2 separate regions of the Danio rerio genome follow, and region 1 is linked to region 2. The links are chromatin contacts, called in public HiChIP or PLAC-seq maps. All regions are on one chromosome and are shown on one strand. The core of a region is the stretch at or near the end of the contact, and the rest is flanking DNA. Distances in the headings are between cores, read along the strand shown.

Evidence for each region. HiChIP or PLAC-seq counts read pairs in DNA pulled down with a chosen protein or histone mark.
Region 1: a contact with region 2 is called in an H3K4me3 HiChIP or PLAC-seq map of embryo, with 2.3 times the contacts expected there. The contact joins two enhancer-like sites. A contact is called at or near these places in 6 of 18 Hi-C or Micro-C datasets (caudal fin, embryo, fibroblasts and 3 more) and 2 of 4 datasets of contacts at active chromatin or transcription factors (caudal fin and embryo).

The regions. Positions count from the first base shown.
Region 1 is chr24:3,583,236-3,588,645 of GRCz12tu, reverse strand. All of the region lies in intron 6 of nck1b (NCK adaptor protein 1b), which reads left to right. Among named protein-coding and RNA genes, the nearest start is that of slc35g2b, 17 kb to the left of the region's middle. Within about 2 kb of position 2,320, at least 6 of the 62 cell types and tissues checked have an H3K27ac peak or open chromatin away from gene starts, as enhancers often do.
Region 2 is chr24:3,528,516-3,534,108 of GRCz12tu, reverse strand. It overlaps nck1b (NCK adaptor protein 1b), which reads left to right. Exons shown (of 10, transcript XM_073941386.1): 9 at 302-1,020; 10 at 2,398-3,524. The coding sequence ends at 2,598. Among named protein-coding and RNA genes, the nearest start is that of bdh1, 20 kb to the right of the region's middle. Within about 2 kb of position 3,993, at least 3 of the 62 cell types and tissues checked have an H3K27ac peak or open chromatin away from gene starts, as enhancers often do.

The DNA of each region.
Region 1 (5,410 bases), core at 1,071-3,570, 56 kb before region 2:
GTACAGTACCTCAGGTTTGGTCTTGCATTATTTTAACGTTGAGCTGTGAGTTATGATCGAATTGTGTGATATTTCTCAGCAAGTGCAGAAGTATTCACTCAGATCAAGCTGAAAGTATATTTTGTGTGTGGTGTGTGTGCTTGAAGTAATGTAAAATGAATCATGAAAAGTTGAAGTTAAGACATTTGAATGAGGTTTAGTTGTGTACTCGATATTTTGTACCAGCATTGCTTGTATCTTTTCTATTATTATTGTTTGTAAGCATCATGAGGTAGAACAGAAATCACATTATTGAGATAAAGCTGCTTTTATACTTGCACATTCTGACTTTCTCCTTAATAATGTAATTTCAGAAAAGTATTGTTTATAAATTCTAAATAGTGAAATCATATTAGCAGCCAATGACTATTCAATTACAGCATTGTTCACAGTCAAATAAATAGTGCTAATGTTGTTTTCAAGTCATACTTGCATGTGATTCCAGACTGAATATTTAAAGTACCATAGTAAACAATATAGGGAGCCTGTCACAAGTAATCAATGAACGAATGCGAATATCAAACCGACTTCACCTCAATATCAGAAATGTATTTTTCTTTTGTTTTCTTTAACCTTTTTAGGGTGTTTTTTTCTTAAATTAAGATATGTTTAGTAAACTGACATAACATTAGATGAACACATGAGATGTGCATTGTAATAAGATATGTATTGTCTTACAGTTGGGTTAAAAAAACGCTTGGTATAAGCTCACGTTAAGATACAATGCCATCTCACTTTGAAATATTTAACAAAGTAATAATAAAACAGAGAGCTGCACCTTTTGTTTTTGTTCTCATAGCCATAAAATAATACAGAATGTTGAGGTTTTGTTCAAATTCAGGACTGGTACGAGATTTGTTTTCTTTTAAAGAGGTGGTCCATAGTGTATTTTTAAGGCTTGGTTGTGTTTATAAAATGCAAAGCAATGTGTGCTCATGCTTCACTTGTCGAAAGTCACGTTATTATATCATAAATCTTACTTTGATTATATACAGCTACTCAGCTAACATGAAAGCGGCTGTCATATTTCCTAGTTCCTCTGAAAGGTCCACCCTCAAGACAAGAGGCTTTCGTCAGCTAACATAATGTGCTGTGAATCGCGGATTGACTCCATGTCACCAGGAAAAACATCATGGGCCTTCAAGCACGTCAGTCAGAGTTAGGCATGGGCCAGTATAAGATTCTGATGGTAACAAAACCTTAGATAAAAATATTATGGTATTGTGATCACTGCTCTAAATATATTATTTTTAAATGTCTGGGTTAAAAACAACTTTTTCCTCTTTGAACACAATATATTTTATTTTGAGAAATATTTATGATATTTTGGAGCGGTAACTGTGTCAGGCTAAATAATGAAAATGAATCATTGACTTCTGCTGTCTTCATCAGTTTCAAAAAGATTTCTTTACAATTTACAATGACAAAATGACAATTTAAATCTTTAGAGATCTTTTCTGCTGGAGACACTGTTGCCCTATAAAAAATAAAATAAAAAGTGTAAATAAAAAAAAATCGTACACATACCTTAGCAACGGTATTACAGAAAATTTTGGCGATTTTAAAACCTTGACTTTTCCAAACCGTGGTATACCTTGAAAACGGTTATCGTCCCATGCCTAATACTGTATTACTCTATTCATTTTTTTGCTTTTCACACACACTCATTCATCCACACCTGCTCCAGCCAGTGACTCAGCTGCTAATTTACCCTCTTCTGCGCCCATCAGTCGGTGTATTTAGTGTTTATCTGGTGGCCTGTGTGTATGCCTGAGCTTGGCATTATCTGAATTACAGGGATGAACAGTCTGTTATTTGATTCTGTCGTCTAAGAAACCCAGTATTCAGCGTCTGGGATGTACAGTAGCCAAGCAACTTTTTTTTTTTCTTTCTCTCTCTATTTTTCCATGACCTCACATTTGTGTGTTATGAATGTTTTTGGGGCCCGGGGCCTGTTGCAGCTGGTGCACAGTGTAGTTTCTGTAATTATTGTCACACTGACAGGTCTCTACGCAGCCTCTCATTAAGTTAAAAAAGGAGAGAGCAAACTCAAATGAATGAGTGAGAGACATTTTGTCTTGGGCCCCCAGATCCCGCTGAGATGAGGGGCCCGTGATCAAGGAAAAATAGTGAAAGCGGCTATTTATATTTAGCTATTTCCTCCATGAGAGAGTCACCCTATGAGCGGGACTCACAGAAATTGGACTGTGTTTCTGCGGTCTGCGGGGGACTCCTCTTTTTCTTCACCCCAGGTCCCCAAATGTGCCTCTTGAAGCACAGTGAAATCATTCAGTCCTGCGACCCCCAGCTCTCAGAGCAGCACCTGCTGTTCAGGCGCCTGCAGTGACGTGGCATTGATTTGCCGCACGCGTCCGTCTTTCACTGCTTTTGTTCCAGCAGTCAGCCAAAAGCTACTGCAGTGTTGCGTTTCTGGGCTTTTCAGATCACTTAGACTGTGCTTGGCTTGATATTTGCTTATTCTTTGACCTGCTTTTTCTTTGACTTTTAATAAATATGTATATACAGTTGAAGTCAGAATTATTGGCCCCCCTGAATTATTAGAACCCGTTATTTTTTCCCCAATTTCTGTTCAACAGAGAGCAGATTTCTTCAACACATTCATTCATTCATTCATTTTCTTGTCGGCTTAGTCCCTTTATTAATCTGGGGTCGCCACAGCGGAATGAACCGCCAACTTATCCAGCAAGTTTTTACGCAGCGGATGCCCTTCCAGCTGCAACCCATCTCTGGGAATTCTTCAACACATTTCCAAACATAATAGTTTTAACAACTCATCTTTAATAACTGATTTGTTTTATCTTTGCCATGATGACAGCTCATAATATTTTACTAGATATTTTTCAAGACACTTCTATACAGCTTAAAGTGACTTTTAAAGGCTGAACTAGGTTAATTAGGTGAACTAGGCAGGTTATCATAATTAGGCAAGTTATTGTATAATGATGGTTTGTTCTGTAGACTATCGATAAAAAAGTTAGCTTAAAGGGGCTAATAATTTTGTCCTTAAAATGGTGTTTAAAAAATTAATAACTGCTTTTATTCTAGCCAAAATAAAACAAATAAGACCTTTTCCAGAAGAAAAAACATTATCAGCAATGCCGTGAATGCCGTTTCCTAGCTCTGTTAAATATAATATGTGAAATATTAAAAAAAGCAACAAAAATTCAAAGGGGGGCAAATAATTCTGCCTTCAACTATACACACACACACACACACACACTCCGTTTAATGGAGTTTTTTTTCAACACATTTCTAAACAAAATAGTTTCAATAAATAAATTCTAATAACTGATTTCTATTGAAATATTAACAGTACATAATATTTGACTAGATCTTTTTTTCAAGATACTAGTATTCAGCTTAAAGTGACATTTAAAGGCTTAGTTAGTTAAATTAGGCAAGTTAGGGTAGTTAGGCAATTTGGTTAGTTCTGTAAAAAATAAAAAAAATTAGCTTGAGGGTATAATAATATTAACCTAGCCAAAATAAAACAAATAAGACTTTCTCCAGAAGAAAAAATAATACAGGAAATACTTGAAAAAATTTCTTGCTCGGATAAACATCATTCATTTTCTTTTCGGTTTAGTTCCTTTACAGAGTTCACCATAGCGGAATGAACCACCAACTTATCCAGCATATGTTTTACATGGCAGATGCCCTTCCAGGTGCAAATCACACAGGGAAAAATGATTGAACACCTGAAAAAGGGGGATGTAGAAAAGCAGTGAAAGTCCAGACAGCAGTTCAAATCTCTGTCGTTCTTCAGCAACCCTCTGCTCTTCGTCATTATAAATTAATATTTGCAACTTTAGTACAACATCCACATTTGAAGGAGGATGAAGATGAAACCAGAGTGGACATTTTAGCAAGACAATGATCCAAAACACAGCCTAGTAGACTGTCAAATGCTTTCAGAGAAAACAAATCAAGCTGTAGAATGACCCACCCAATCACCTGATCTCAATCCAATAGAAAATACAAATTTTAAAGTAAAATTCACGTGGCTTCATTCTCTACACGAGAGGCGTTTGTGATCACCAAAAAAGCCTTTTATATAAAGTATTGAATACGTTTCAGTACGTTATTCCATTGTTATTACACAACAATTTTTTTTTTAGATTATTTTTTGCTTTATTTTTATGTTTGTATTGTTTGGGTTTTTACCTACATCTGGTTTAATTCCATGTCAACAGCTCCCATAGAAATATTATTCCCATGAAAAAACATGATGTGTTCAATACTTATTTTCCCGCTGTATTGATTATTGTGACAGACCTAGCAGCCACTAATGCAAATTAATATTTTACAATTGTACCGAAAGATATTTTCATATTAAAACACAGCATTTTAATTTTGATACGTCCAGTGTTCATGTATATTCAGCACAATCTAAGCCTTTAGGAATTCTATTATTGGTGGTCATTAATGAAATAATGGTGAACCATCACAAATAGTTCAACGTGTAGGAAACTCTGATGGGTTAGTTTCTGTAATGACTTGAAGTACAAATTATGTAAATGTGAAACGGGACCTTTAAAAGTGCTACCGATATTTTAATGAGTGTGTAGATGTCTTGAAATATTAGGTAATGTGTGTTAATTATGTACAGTAGAACTGAAGGCTTGCATTGGATTGGCCCATGACGTGTGTTTACTAAAAATTAACAACAAGTGTAAATCTTTGTAAAGATGGCAGTATTATGCATCAGGAAACTGCTGCAGTACTCAAATCTGTCCTCATTTACCCAACACGTGTTTCTGTTCTCTGTTTCACTGTAATGGTGTTTGCTTGAGTAAGCTCATATAGTTAAACCTGCTCAAGCACAACACAGTGAGGTCACAAGGGGGAAACTCCTATTTGTGTTTGACCACTTTATTTGATGCATTTTGTGATATTAAATCAATCAAACTGGAAGTTGACAGTTTGTTGATTATTGTTTTAATTACTTGACATTTTTTCCCCAGAAGCAGGAAACACTTTAAAAATATTTATTGTATGAAAACTACTTAATTTGTGTTTTTTCTTTACTGTTCTTAAAGGAAAAGTTCACCTAAAAAAACTTAATTTGTCATCATTTACACTGTAAAAAATCCCTTCGTGTCAACCTAATGGCTTTCGACTAAGTTAACTCAATGGTTTTTAGGATTTTAAGTTGATTGAAAACAAAACAAAAGAGTTGTCCCAAAAAACTCAAGAATTGTGTGGTTTCAGCTCATTTTAAAAAAGTAGTTTAAACAAGCATCAAAATTATTATTATTTTAGTTTACTCACCCTTTGTTTCAAATCTGTTTGATTTTTTTTTTTATTCTGGTAGAAAAGACCTTGAAAAATCTGTAACCATTGATTTCCA
Region 2 (5,593 bases), core at 2,744-5,243:
TACCTTGTTTTGCCCACTTTCGACAAGTAGTACCTGGAGTTTTCTTCACAGAGGTGTACCCTTTATGCCAATTCCAGAATGAAGCAACAAATTTACTAAAAAGATTATGATTTGATGGCAAATAAAACAAACTTGAACAGCAACTGCCACATTGGAAATGCACCATGTTCATTTCCACAACGTTAACATCTGACCTATTTAGACGCATTGAAAACATCTTAGGCTGAAACCCCAAGAAGTAGAGTGCAAAGAAAGGACTAAATAGTGAAATACTTAATTGTACCTCTTTTTATGTTTGCAGGGATTGGAAAGGTGAAAAGGAAAACAGGCATGCGTGAAACAGCGTCCAATGCAGACTCTGATTTCTACCCAGACAACGGTGAACGTCTGTATGACCTTAACCTCCCTGCGCTGGTCAAGTTCAGCTATGCGGCCGAGCGGGAAGATGAGTTATCGTTGGTTAAAGGAACGAGGGTTATCGTGATGGAGAAGTGCAGTGATGGCTGGTGGAGGGGAAGCTACAACGGCCGTTCGGGATGGTTCCCTTCCAACTACGTGACAGAGGACGCAGATGGATCAGCGAGCAATGATTCTGCTGGACTTTCAGACAAACTGTCTGCTGTTGTTCAAAGTGCGAATGGCAACCGTGTGCTGCACACAGTACAAGCACTCTACCCGTTCAGCTCGGGTAACGATGAAGAGCTGAACTTTGAGAAGGGGGAGGTTATGGATGTAGTGGAGAAGCCAGAAAATGACCCAGAGTGGTGGAAGTGTCGTAAGTCAGATGGGCAGATGGGACTTGTTCCGAAGAACTACGTGACTGTTCTGCAGGAGTCGCACAACTCGGCCAGCATGCCGGGGCCACCCACACCTGACTGTGACTACATTGAGCCTTCATCCAGCGGCCGCTTCGCAGGAAAGCAGTGGTACTACGGGAAGGTGACACGCCACCAAGCAGAGGTGGCGCTTAACCAGAGGGGCTCAGAGGGAGACTTCCTCATCCGGGACAGCGAGTCCTCGGTAAGTAGACAGAAGTTTTATACTTCTATTCTCACGTCATTCAATTGTTAGTCAGTTCTACCTTGTGCCTGGAATGAGAGGGTGCTTCTCAATCAGATCTCTTGTTCAGTAGTCAGGGCAATGATCTAGGAGTTTATTCCCAGAAGAGCCCATATTTAAGACTCTTTATTGCAAAATTCTTCTGTTTAGAAAGCACCACGATTTTCATGGTGCCTCTTGCGAAGTTCTGATGTTGTTTATAAATTCCAGTGTTGATGTTGTACAACGAGGATGGTTTTCATGGCACGTTCAGTTTCCCAATGTGAACTGAACCAAGCTTCTTATTTTTTCTTACCAGTGCCAAATTTGTGTCCACAACCTACTAATCCACTAAACCAGAGATGCCCAAACTAGGGCTCACGAGCCAAAGTTGGCCCTTGTAACCTTTGATTTGGCCCACCATCCCATCAGAAAAAGGAGTGTGAATGATGGGCAGGGTTGGGGCGAATGATTTTTACAGAGATTGTCATTTCTAGTTTAAAGTAATCTTTTGTGAATGTTTGTTTTAATGCTGAGCTACAAAAAAGCCAACTAAAATTAAATGTTTAATTATAAAAACATAAATAAATACTTTGTAAAAATGTAATTACTATCATGCGACAAATAGAGGACAATGCAGAGGACATCTGCGAGCAAATCAAGGCAAAATCAGGTGCAGCCTGACTAGTGTATCTCCATTCTGTTATAAATGAGACTGTTTTACTGTAGTAAGTTCATTATAAAACAGAAAATAAATGTATACTGCATTAGTTAGTACAAAGCAATGTGTTTTAGTTATTTTTAAATACTATTTATTAAATTGGGAAGTAATTATGGCAGCTATATTTACCTATGACCCACTAGCCTCAATCTAGTTTGGTAACTCGATAAGAAATGTTTGGGCACCCCTGCACTAAACCTACTAAATGACCTACTAAACCTCAGGAGTTAGGGAGTTGATTGAGTTGCACCCACAATTTTAACAATTATTTAAACGCTTTGTTTGGCTGTTCATGTACACGAGATTTTTGGAGAGCCCTAAAAATGCTAACTTAGAAAAAAAGCCTTAACAAACTAACCAACATTGAAAACAATTGGCAGGGCATGCATAATACAGCACTTTTAGTCAGATCCGTGTAAACTAGAAAAAAAGGTTTGATCTTGTTTTTCACGTTAAAAGTGTGACACTTTGTCATCTGTATTTTTTCCATTTTTAGCATATAGCTGTGTGAATGTACCCTTAGATTCTCCTGGCTTATCAGTTCACTCATTTCGAACCGCTAATATTTCAACTATTGCTTTAACGAATTTGTCTAATTTGACAATTTGTCCCTCTCTCCTTGCATTTTATTTTTCTAGCCCAATGACTTTTCAATATCGCTGAAAGCTCAGTCCAAAAACAAGCATTTTAAAGTCCAGCTGAAGGACAACCTGTACTGCATCGGACAGCGCAAGTTTAACACAATGGAGGAGTTGGTGGAACACTACAAAAAGGCGCCCATCTTCACCAGTGAGCAGGGCGACAAACTCTACCTGGTCAAGGCTCTGGCTGCCTCCTGATCCCAGTAGAAAAAACACCAAGATAATAACAAGGACTACACTTCCAGAGAGATGGATAGAACGGGGATATCAAGCATTCCAAGAAAGGGAGGTACAGGGAGAGACTGACCAGATGGACTCCCGCTCATTCGCTCAGAAACTTTCATTGAGGGACTCGCCCAATGTATCAAAATACAGTATGTTTAGACCATAGGTGATGCATTGTATTTTGATGTCAACATGTATTAGGATTACAAAACTAGGTCTTTTTTTTTTGTTAATATATAAATATATATTCTTTTCATTGATTTCTAAAATGTATTGTTCATTTGTTCTTGAACTTCCCTGCCAATTTTTTTAACTGTCCTTTCGAGATTCTGCTGTTGAACTTCTTTCCAAAGGTCTCACATACTGTCTGTTACTGCCTGCATTGCCTGAACTACACAGACCTAATTGACGTAATCTGCTATATTTATTAGGAATCAATATCTCTGCTCCAACAATAAAAGCGAGCGAGCGATATCGTTTTGGGATTAAACTTAAACTGTAATCGAAAGTCGGAAGTCTTGCAGCTGCATGTTTCCGACCTGAAGCTAAGCCTGTAGTCTATATTTATGAAGAGTAAAGATCCGAAAGTTCTACGTCCAGAACAATCCGGATGCCAATTATTGCGGTTTGTCAGCAAGTTTTAAGAATGGAGTCCTAAATTTGTCATCTTGGAGCTGTCAGAATCCATGCTATGCCATAAATATGATCTGTCTCTGCTTTGGCTTAGCTGTGATTGATGTCTTCTGCTAGACATTTATGTGAATGAACGTGGGAGTTTCTTCATCTTCATTGGAGCCTTGCATTGCCATGACTGATGATTAAAGAAGATTAAACCACACTGGTGCACACAAAAGGTCTTTCATGATTTAATGTTTTACTAATAAAGCCTTCTTTCCTGATCAAGGCCACATTTCCTTTTGATGTAACCGGGGTGAATATTATGTGGTTTTCGTTATCATTGGTTGTGGAATATTGGTTTGAAGCTTCGTCAGGTGTTTGCCTTCTTCATTAGCTTGCTGACTTTCTCACATATTATAGTGTAGAGTATGAATGAAAGCGTGCCATCATGAAGGCAGCATTGTAAGCTCAGGTTTCAAGGAAGGATTGAATTCGCGATCAAGATCCAAAGTGCTGCTTCCCTGTAGTTTTCATCAGGTTATGATAAACGGTCAGAGATGTTCCACCGAGGATCAGATCTCTGCATGTAAAACTAAGTAGATAAGTATGTTTGGTGGATCGTGCAATGGGATAGACTCTTCCCTGGTCACGTCTCAGTTTTAAGTTGGAAAAACGTTCTTTTCTTATGACTCGTGAGGAGGGTGATGATCTGGGCTCTCCTCCAGGGGACCATCACCATGACCATGATTACTTCTCCAGCTGCTTGGAGTCAGAATGGGGTGAGAGTTAAGGAATGGGGATTTTTTTGGTGGGGAGTGTGTGGAAAACCTTTCAGAGTTTAGTTTAGAGATTTAGTTGTAATGTCGGAGTTCTGTCATTTAGTGTAAGTAAAGTTGTTCAAGACAGTGCTCCAAATTACACCCTAGATTAGGGCTTGGCAAACTTGGTCCTCGAGGACCATTGTCCTGCAGAGTTTTGCTTTGACACTATTCAAACACACCTGAACAAGATTATCCATGTTTTCAAGATCACTAGAAATCTACAGGCAGGTGAATTTGATTAGGGTTGAAGCTAAACTCCCAGTGCGTTCTAAACTAGATCTACCTCCCTCCAAAGGGCACTTCGGAGTGAACAAAAATCAAGGTCGCCATATTGAAGTGTCATTCTAAACCGAAGTGCTCAAAACTGGCCACTTTGAAGGGTCATTTGAAATGAAGGATTTTGAGAAATACAGCTGATGGACACTTTCGGCCATGATTTTTTGAGCAGGGAAGCTGTTTGGTGTTACACACTGCACTAAATTTGGAATGGCTTATCCCTATGTTTAGATTTTTTTCAGAGGGACCCTACAAAGGGATTAGGGCATAGGGATGAGCCCTTCCAAATGGAACCTGCCCTCTATCCCTCCAGGACCGACTTTGCCCATCCCTGGCCTAGAACCTCGCAGTCTTTCTTTTAAACCATATGCGATACCCTGCAATTTTGTGAACTTAACACATTCATTCTTAGGGCTCATTCACACAGAACGTGTCAAAAACGCAAGACAGGTTGCTTTCAGAATGGTTTGAAAAAAATGCGCAGCATAAATCTTAAAGGTATTCACACACAGAGCCTGTAAACAGACTGTTGTACACAAGCCAATAATACTTTGAACTAATGACTTTTCAAAGCTTCGAAGCAATTGAACCTTGTTTCAAAGCGTTCAAACAGCACATGCTAAAGACACCTGCTGGTCAAAACTGTGTAAATGCAACAAAAACTCAAGGATTAGAATTGGATTTTCAAACAAATGTACTTTGTAACTTGTAAATGCACTTAGCTTATCTAATACCATCAAATATCATGTATTTACTTATAGTTTTCTTTTATACATTTTCAAGGCTTATCGTTTGTTCCATGGGCTGTTCTAATCAGGCCAACAAAAGACTACAAGAAACTAATGTTTATTTTCCGTTTACAAATGTCTCACTAATAGTCATACAAACTTATGAAACTGAATCGAGACCAGTTTAGAGATTCACCTCTGGAGGGGGCGATCTTAGTGAATCCACCTGATTCGAGTGATTTTTTTTTTTTTTTTTTTTTTTTTTTTTGTGTGTTACATAGAATTGATCGCCCCAAAGTGGAGAACCGTTGAGTTTGTGAAAGGTTAAGAAACTATAATGATGTAAAAGCGCATTCAATGTGATCGGCCTCTTAGCTGTTTTGTTTTGTTTTGTGTTTTATATATATATATATATAGATGGACACCACTGCAGAATGTCAGTGTTGAAGTGTTGTCATCTCTGCATCTCTTTTAACCGTAAAACCTACTGATCAAAAGTACATCAACTCTGTTTTTATGGTTTAA